Regions from separate parts of the Arachis hypogaea genome. Here region 1 is linked to region 2. A link is a contact called in public Hi-C data. All regions are on one chromosome and are shown on one strand. The core of a region is the stretch at or near the end of the contact, and the rest is flanking DNA. Distances in the headings are between cores, read along the strand shown.

The links. A called contact is a pair of places that touch in the nucleus more often than the background predicts.
Region 1: a contact with region 2 is called in a Hi-C map of leaf, with 2.8 times the contacts expected there. The contact joins the promoter of LOC112727209 here to the promoter of LOC112727206 in region 2. A contact is called at or near these places in 2 of 8 Hi-C or Micro-C datasets (leaf and an unstated tissue).

The regions. Positions count from the first base shown.
Region 1 is chr12:26,648,145-26,652,787 of arahy.Tifrunner.gnm2.J5K5, reverse strand. LOC112727209 (probable ADP-ribosylation factor GTPase-activating protein AGD6) reads right to left here and starts at 2,521. Exons shown (of 4, transcript XM_025776876.3): 1 at 1,381-2,521; 2 at 1,091-1,135; 3 at 1-317. The coding sequence starts at 2,181.
Region 2 is chr12:26,474,049-26,478,872 of arahy.Tifrunner.gnm2.J5K5, reverse strand. It overlaps LOC112727206 (protein MIS12 homolog), which reads right to left and starts at 1,535. Exons shown (of 7, transcript XM_029291050.2): 1 at 1,414-1,535; 2 at 1,212-1,308; 3 at 986-1,105; 4 at 634-726; 5 at 417-540. The coding sequence starts at 1,535.

The DNA of each region.
Region 1 (4,643 bases), core at 1,272-3,771, 170 kb before region 2:
CCATTTGCTGGTTTTCCGTTCCTACTACCTTTATTGTTCCAATCATCCCAAGAACTTGAGCTGTGGGTGTTAAATTGCTTAGAAGAGGATTGTTCAGTTCTGGTAGAAGAATTCCATCCCTGGTTCTGTTGATTGAAATCCTGATGGTAACCATTCCTGCCACTCTCATTTTGTTGCCAATTATTGTTCATTCCATTTGAGCCATCTCTGGTGTACTCTTCTACCTTCTCTGAAGCCATAGCTATGACACCTTTCATTATACCCCATGTCTTCTGAGTGACATCATTGACTTTTTGATCATAACCACCCTCTTTGACCTGAATCAAAGAATAAAGAATTTAGGCAAAGGGCATAATCAAATTTTATACTTGAATCATATATGACTCGAAGACACAGTAGTTCTTTTTCCCTCCCCTAGTAGATACACCTAATACCTTCTGAAAGGAGTAGACATATGCAGAGTAGCTAAGACGAAAAGCATGACGAGCAAACCTATTTACCAACATACTGATTTAACTAAAAACTTGAAAGAAAAAAAATTGTATGATTTTCAGCTGCATTTTGCAAGCTTTTCACACCGGTTGACTTAAAATTCTTTCAGAAGTTAAAACAAGTGGTACTGATGGCACGTTTGATTCATGTAGTCTACTTTACCAGTGCAGGACATGCTTTCTATTCGTTATATAGCATAATAAACACGGAAAGAATTATGGTCCAAATTTGTAAGGAGTATAGCTTAAATGTATAGAACTATAGATATTATTATTTCGTAATGTCCAGAAAAAAATACTATAGTCGTTTTTGTTAAGGTGGCTACTTCCATCGAGACAAATGATTTGGTCAAATATGTTCAGTAAAATATATCAAACCATCTAACATATCACAATGTCTTCACCGGAGAAACAACCTTTTGTTAATGAGGCGGTTCATTAAACTCTAGAGGAAGCAATACACCCAAAGCAATTCATGTAACATAAAAAGCAGAGCAAAAGAAAACGCCTTGCTTCTAACAAAATCATTTTCCTCAGCTATGGAAATGGAACAAGTAGCTAAAAATAATGGCTTGAAGGAACAGAGTTAGTGTAAATACCTTAGAAGCAGCAGTCTGAGCCGCCAACGATAATTTACCAAACCCCTGAACACAAGAACAAAATCAACCGAAGAAAGAGGCCACAAATTAAAATCAATGCAAAACAGGATCTTCTAACGTGGAAATTGCACACAACAGACCGAATAAAATGGTGAATCTTTAATTTATTATTAAAAAATTGATAAAATATGAAAAATTCAACGTTGACGATATGCAGATGACTGAAGACTCAGTCGCTTGCAAAGTCCACTTGAGAGACTGTTTTAAATTCAACTAAGAAACAAAGTCACCTGCGAAACGACGGAGAAATAGTCGTTTTGCTGATTGATCCTCTGCGCCGCCATGGGCCCAGGACTCGATCCAAAACCGACGTATTTCCCTCCCTTCGACGGCGGAAGCCCCTCCGGCCGCGACTCATTCTCCGCCATCTTCCTCGCGAAGAAGCTCTCCTTGTTAGCCGCCGAAGCCTCAAGCTGCGACCGCGTGTAAATATCCTCACTCGACTTAGACCTCCCCGCCACACCACCGCCACCGCCAACACTTCTCACATCGCCAGCAGACTGATTCCGTCGCAAATCCCCGCCGAAACCGTCATCGGTTCCCCAATCCTCCCAATCGCCGTCATTCCGCTTGTTTCCTCCTCCACCGCCGTTCATCGGAGGCTTTCCCTTTCCAGTAGCGAATCCTCCGGCGAGATCCTCCCTCTGAACAGGCGGATCGCGCCACGGCCGCCCTTCGGCAATTGCGGCGATGCGATCACGGTAGATAGCGGCGGCTTTGGTGTTGTACTTCTTAACTATATCAGTTTCCTTGGGAACAGAATAAGAGGCGAGGAAGGAGTTGAGGTTATTGTTGCCGCCAGCTTCCATTTTCTTGAGCTGGATTTCGGACCATGCGTCCATGGTGACGGATCGGACGAAGGAGATGTGCACGCCGAGGCCGCGGTGCTTGCCGGAGCACTCGAGGCACATGAAGACGCCGTAGGAGACGGAGGCCCACTGCGGGTTCTTCTGGGAGCAGTCTACGCAGATCTTGTTTGCTGGTTGGGACTGCAGATCCCGAAGCCGCCGTGACGCCGCTGCCGTCGCCATCGATGGCTGCTGGTGGGAATGGAAGGGTGGGAATGGGCTGGTTTCGGTTGGATTGGGTTGGTGGCGAACAGAGAAAAGCTGAGAAGGGTTTGTTTTTATATGTTGTGTTAAAACGTTAGTGATTGGGGTATTTTTGGGATTAGAGAAGGGTGAAAGATGTTACAGTACGTAATTACGTTACTGATTCGGATATTTGGGTTGTCAGATGGAAAATATAGTAGTAACTAGAGCTAAAAGCCTAACGACAATTGCTAGCTACCTAGGATCACCTTCAATCATTATCTTTGATCCAGTATCTGCAGGCTTTTTTTCTATTATTTGAATAAAAAATAATTATATATTCACATAAATTAAACTATACAAATTTACCGATATAAACATTTAGTTATATTTTCTCTTACTGAAACAACAAAAATTAAAATTAGGACAAGTTATCAAAATAAATTATTTGTAAATTAATATTATGAATTACAACTTTTAAATCTTGTATAAGAAAATGTAATTTTTATAGATTTATAAAAATCGTGAGAAGGATAGAGTGAATTAGTTATTACACGTAAACCATAAAAAGCATAGCGGTTTAAGTTATAGAATATTAAAAAAAAAATCGCAGCACATCTTCAACAGTTTTCTCACGAACGCTTAATTGCATGAACTGCAAGAGGGGTATAGCAGTTTATATTTACCTATAAATTTGTCGAACTTAATCGCAGATTCTTCATTTTGACTGAGTACCAACTATTTTAGAGGGGGTTGTTTGTTTGTTTAGAGTTGTGGATTGAGTGGGAAGAAAGAAAAGGATTGGAGAAGATTTGGGTACCTAAAATTCTTAAGGCGTGGGACCATGGCAGACGAAGGCAAGCTATACCAACTCAACAGCGTTGCGCATGTTGTCGATGGCATCAATGAAGAGGCCAGTTTGTTTTTTTTTTATTATTAAATTTTATAACATAATATGTAGTATTTAGGATGCAGTAATTAGAATACAAAATTTAAGATATGTAACTTAGTATTTAAAAGTTAAGATTTAAAATTTAAAATTAAGGATATAGTGTTTAAGTAGTATATTTATCCTAAAGTAATTAAGATTTAGGGTTCAAATGTTAATATAGTTTTTAAGGTTTGTAGGGTTATTTTTTAAATATGGTATTTGAAAACTAAGATTTAAAAGTTTAAACTTTAAATTTAAAATTTAAAATTTTAAAATTAATTTTATAGTTTAGCTTTTAAAATTTAAGACTTAAATTTTATAATATAGGATTTATAAATTTAAAAGTTGGAGATTTTTTACTTGTTCTAAAATATATTTAGATCTATGAAACAAAATTTGATGTAAAAGTTTATAAGTATTGTTTTTCTATTTTAATAAAATTAGCTTGAAAAATAATGTTAAATGAAGTATATCTGAAATTTTAGTTAAGATTGGATAGACAAAAAATTTGTAGTTTTTGTGTCCAATTATAATTTATGGTTTAAACTTGTAAGTATTGGAATTTCATTCGGTGTGGTTATTTTTCTCACATCATGCAGCCAATTAGATGTATTTACAGTGTTCGGAGGCAATAGAATATGCCTTTGTATGATAGGATCATATCTTATTTGGAGAGTGCTGGTTTGAACCACCTGACTAGGCTGAACACATGTTGATTCTAGTTGGACGAGCCCCTAGTCAACGCATTTATTGAGAGGTGGCGTCCTGAGAATATCGTACGCATATATGGACGTGCGTACATTATGATGCTGCTATCCACTCAGTTGTTTGGTGACAAGAGTGGAAATCAGGTACATATACGGTGGTTGCTGTTTGTGGCAAAACTTAACGAGATGGGCACTTACAGTTGAGGTTCGGCTAGGCATGGCTATATCGATGCATGTGTCGAGTGGCCAACAGAAATGTCACGAACTTGGCAGGCCCCCTCCAACTACTATAGTCTTGGATATTCTGGCAGTTTCCTACTCTCAGGCCGCATGAATTTGACGACTTTTCTTTTCCGTTGACATCCAGGTATCGAGAAATGCACTTAGACTTTCATTATTTGCTTCCAGTTATTAACTTTTGAGATCCCAGATTATTTATTTGTATGACATTGTCATCCTTCATCTGTTCCTCCCACTTCAACCTTTCATCATCCATTGCATTCACATGCTCTGGTTCAGTTTTCGATCTAGCCTCCTCAATATCACGACCTTTTCCATCTGCACACTCTTCATTACAAGCCATTTGTATCACTAGTATCACGATTCTTGATTCGCCCACCTTTCCTACCAAATTAGAACATCCTTTTTTTGGTATGATTCAATGGCACATGAGCTTTGCCATGTTTCTTCTTCACCCATTCCCAATTGCGGTGTTTCTATCACATGGTTCGCTACCGCTTTCGCCTATTCCGCAATGTCATTCCCCCGACCAAAGCTGTTGTGGTTAAGGGCCTAGACCTTCGACGGCGCTGCTAGTGATCCTT
Region 2 (4,824 bases), core at 286-2,785:
TAGAAGCTATAAAGATATAAAGTTGATCTTATACATGTAAAATACTAATATGTATTATGCAAGTCATATATGATATATATGAACCACAGAATAAAAAGAAACCTTTTCCTAATTGTGCATTATTTGACTGCTATGCAATTGCGTGGAAAAATACATATATTTTGAAAAAATTTCTAGAATCCAAACAGTTGAACCAATTAAATGTCCATTTGCATCAAAAATGGAAAAGAAAGCTATATGCAGCACGCATGTAATAGCATATATAGATAAAGGTACAAAATGAAGTACCCTTTAGCTTAATCAAAAATGAAAGCATGCATTTCGCATCACAATTAATCTCTAATGGTAAAAGGCTAGTACTTGCCGTGCAAAAATGATTAAATGAATATAAAGATGAAGCAGAGCTCTTGAATTACCCTGAAACAACACATGGTTCTGCTCATATAATTGTACTGCATTATTGACATAGTGAGCATTGACAGTAGACTGCTTTTCTAATATTTGAATTTCATGATTCAACACTTCAAACTCCTTCCCCACCTGACAGCACAAATAGTATCAATGTAAATCAAATGACAAAAACAAAGTAGAACCCCATAATAGAAGGATTTCAGCAATTATCATTCATACGACCTCTGTTAGTCTTGTTCTTAAGGAATTTAACTGGGCATCAATATCAGGATCAAAAGGAGCATCTGGATGGAGGCCATTCTCATTTGACTTGTCCTGGAAGTACATTGTCTTCCTAAAGTTAGATAATAAATTCACAAAATGAAAATCCTTACTGAGGATAAGAAATGCTTCAGTTAGTACATACGCATATATAATATTATAATATAGTATACTTTTATCATACTGCATATTCATAGCCGGTTAACAGAACTAATTTTTAGACCGTCATAAAATCAGATGTGTGTGTGTGTGTGTGTGTGTGTGTGTGAGAGAGAGAGAGAGAGAGAGAGAGAGAGAGAGAGAGAGATCATACAGTGTTTGGCATGCAAAAGCCTTGGGGAACAGCAAAACAGTGAAGTAAGCAGTATTTTTCCCACATAGCTAAGCTTCTGTCCAAAACAGATTGGGTCCTCTGCCGAACGCAATCAACTCCCTTTTTCACAAAAACCAAAACAATGGCATGAACCACACTTAGCATACTCTAGCTACCAACTATCATACTCTCAAATTTCCATTATCACAACAAAAGTAACTCTAACTGGTAAAATTCTGTTCAGTTCAGCAGAACAGTTACCTTTTTTCAGATCTTCAGACTTTTGTATGTAGCCTTCAGAGTTCAACTTGGTTGATGCCTCTCTGAAATTATAGAATTACAAAACCGATTAAAACAAACAATGATATTTCAGAATTGAAAGTGAAAAAATAAAGGAGAAGAAGGGAGTGTTTGAGGGTGTTACTTACTGGTGGAAGAAATCGAAAGCTTCATCAACAACATCGTCCACGGTGTTGCGAACTTCGTTGACGAAGAGCTGCGGATTCAAATTCAGAGATTCAAAGATGGCCTCACTTTCGCTGCCTTCCATTTTCCCGCCAAATCTCTATCTATCTCTCTCTCTCAAACACAACCTGAACAAACACAACCCACAAATATATATTCAAAAGTGAATACTTCATCCGGCCCCTGACAATTATTTCGAAAGGACAACAAGGCTCCCAAAAAAAAAACCATCCAATCCGGCTCTTGATTTTATTTTGGGACTTATTAGTCCCTGTCCCAAAAAAATAACATTGACTTTTCTCATAAAAGTAAATTTCAGGAGTTGAATTGGTATTTTTTTTATTAAGGGTTTTGTTGTCTTTTGAGGTAATTGTCAGAAACTATTTTGGATTTTATTCTAAATTCAATTAGATTAAAAAATTCAAAACTTTTCCCATCTCTCGTAAAATGTAATGGAACGAGCTAAAATTGTCAGAGAAAAAACAACAAAGAGAGAGAGGGAGTACAATTTATTGCAGAGGAAGTAGGTGGGATTAGGAGGGGAAAGAGTACAAGAGAGCAAGGTTGCAAGTTGTGATGAAGGGGAAAATGGATGGGCTAGTTGAAATTGAAGAGCATGGTAGGAGGGGAGGGGCTAAATGGTAAATATGGAAAAGAATGAGCTTGGGATTTTGCCGTGTATGTTGGTTAGGTGGGTCAAAAAAGTGGGCTGCAGGGATGGCAACAGGCGGTTTTTGCACTATCCAACCTCGCCCTGTCCTACACTCCTACTTTATTCTATAATCTATATAAATTCCATCCTGCGACTATTCACAGATAGTAAGAGGCGTTCGCCGTGCGGTTTGGATCGATTTTGAGTCAAAAATTCATTCGATTCGAATACTAATTTTACTTACGATGCGGTTTGGATTGGATTGGATTTACGGTTTTGTAAATTAAAAAAATTAAATATATATAACAAGTCTCAACATCAAATTTTAAATAACCAGCAATGACATAATAAGTCTCACAATATCTTAAAAACCAACTATAACCAAGGTTCTAAAAACTGAATCGATCATCGAACCATTTTAGTTATTGGTTCACTGATTTACTGGTTCAACCATGGTCTAACTGAAAAAAACTATTTTATAATAAAATAATAAATAAATTATAAATAAACGCCTAACACATACTTGTAGTCTAATACAAACTTGGTCATTCCATAAGAAATCATCACCATCTATAGCAAAATGCAATTTCAATCACTGAATACTATTCAATAGGTCAACACTGTTCAAACAAAATGCAATTCTAATCATTTAATAAGTTAATACTGTACAATCTTACAACCGAGTAGCAAGACCTCTTCTACAATTAAGCTCAACCTAATCAATGAACCAAACCTTCTCAAAACATAACAATTATCAAAATTTATCACAATCTAAACTCAAGCTCAACCTAATCACTAAACCAAACCTTCTCAAAACATAACAATTATCAAAATTTATCACAACTAAACTCATCTAACAAACAGCTCAAAACTCCAGGCCATCAACAAACACCAACTAACATAGGCAACAAAGATTAAAGATATCATCAAATTGAAAAATAAAATAAAACAAAATAACATTCATAAGAGTAATGGATTTAAGGTGAATCGAAGAGCTTCATCTAATATGTCTTCTCCATGAATCCTAAGATGTGAAGCTTCATATAAGCTTAAGAGTCCCTCAACATCAGTGACAAATTTTTCATTGAAATTAGTAGCATAAAACAGCAGGTTAAAACTATCATCCATAACTGAAATTAATAAATCATTCACAAAATTAAAAACAGCAGCAGCACCGCCAGAAAATTAATAGCAGCACAAAATTAATACTACCAACAGCATTCAGCAACAAAAAATATCATTCAGCAACAAACAACATTTGATTTGATTTCCATTTTAGCATTCAGCAACAAACATAACAAAACAGTAACAAGTAATCCCTAATCACACTAAACCTGAAATCAATAAAGCTAACAGAGCATAATCCCTAATTACAAAACAGCAACAAGTAATCCCTAATCCCTAATCCATCCTTAGCAGCAACAAGAAAATTTCAACAAAAATTTCAGGAATTAAGAAAAGAGCAACAGCACAAAATCAATTATTTGATTGTCATTAATTCATCCACAATTTCACATTCAAAAATTAGCACACAGAGCATAAAAGGAAGAGAAGAACCGAAGAAGTGAAAGCAGTGCCACTAACCTTCGACGGAGACACGGATGGCGACCGGCAAGACAACAGTGACCTGCAACACGGCGGCGAGCTGCTCCAAGCCTCGAACAAAGAAGCCAGGGAGGACGGGGACAAGGGGAAGGAGGACGCTGAGCTACAAGAGAGGACATGGGCTACAAAAGAGGAGGCGAAGGCACCGACAGCACGGACGGCGGCGGCACTGCGGCAGAACTGTTGCAGGGAGAACTAGGGTTTTGGTTGGGTGATTTTGAACTTTGCTTGAGAGTTCAGAGGGATAGTTTCATGAACAGGGGGTGTGGGGAGTGGATCCTCTCCAGTGAAAAAACTGGATAGTGTACAGTGTTTAATCTAACCATTCATTACTCTCTATCTCTTATTTATTTCTGGTCCCACTTATAGAATCAAAGGTGAGAGATTACACTATATTCTGTCAAGTGTTAAAAAAACTAGAGAGGATCTATTTCCGGGGGTGTGTTGGGGGAAGGGGGTGACTGAGAGTTAAGTTGAACATTGGTTTTTTTCTTTTTAAATAAAAATCAAAACGACAACGTTTAAAAAGAATCGGCCGATTACTGGTTCAGTCCAATCGGCCAAAAATCGGCCGGTTCAACAGTTTTTGAACGATTTTTGAAAGAACGGTTATTAATAGCGGATTGGACCGTTTTCTTTGCCGGTTGGACCGGCCAATCCGGTCCGGTTTTCAGAACATTGACTATAACATAACAATAGAAATAAAATTATAGGTTAGTTAAAATAAATAAATAAATCACATTTTAAACATAAAATATTTATTAAATAATAATAATATATGAATAATATAAAAATATATAACAAATTAAACATGTTATAAGTATAATTATAAATATAATAATAAAATAATAACATTATAACATATTGTGCAGTTTGGATTTAATTGGATCGGTTATAAAAAGTAGATCCAAAATCCGATTCGATCCAGTAGTTTGCAAAAAATAGAATCCAATCAAATCCAAATTAATGCAGTTTTGGATAGTGGTTTCTTCAAGCTATTTAGTGAGCTATTGGCGTCGTGTGATAGTGGTTTCTTCGAGCCGCATGTGGGATTCGAGGTTGTTGATGAGTACAACCCAAGTGCATCTGCTCCAGCAGAGGCAGGTGGGTCGGCCAC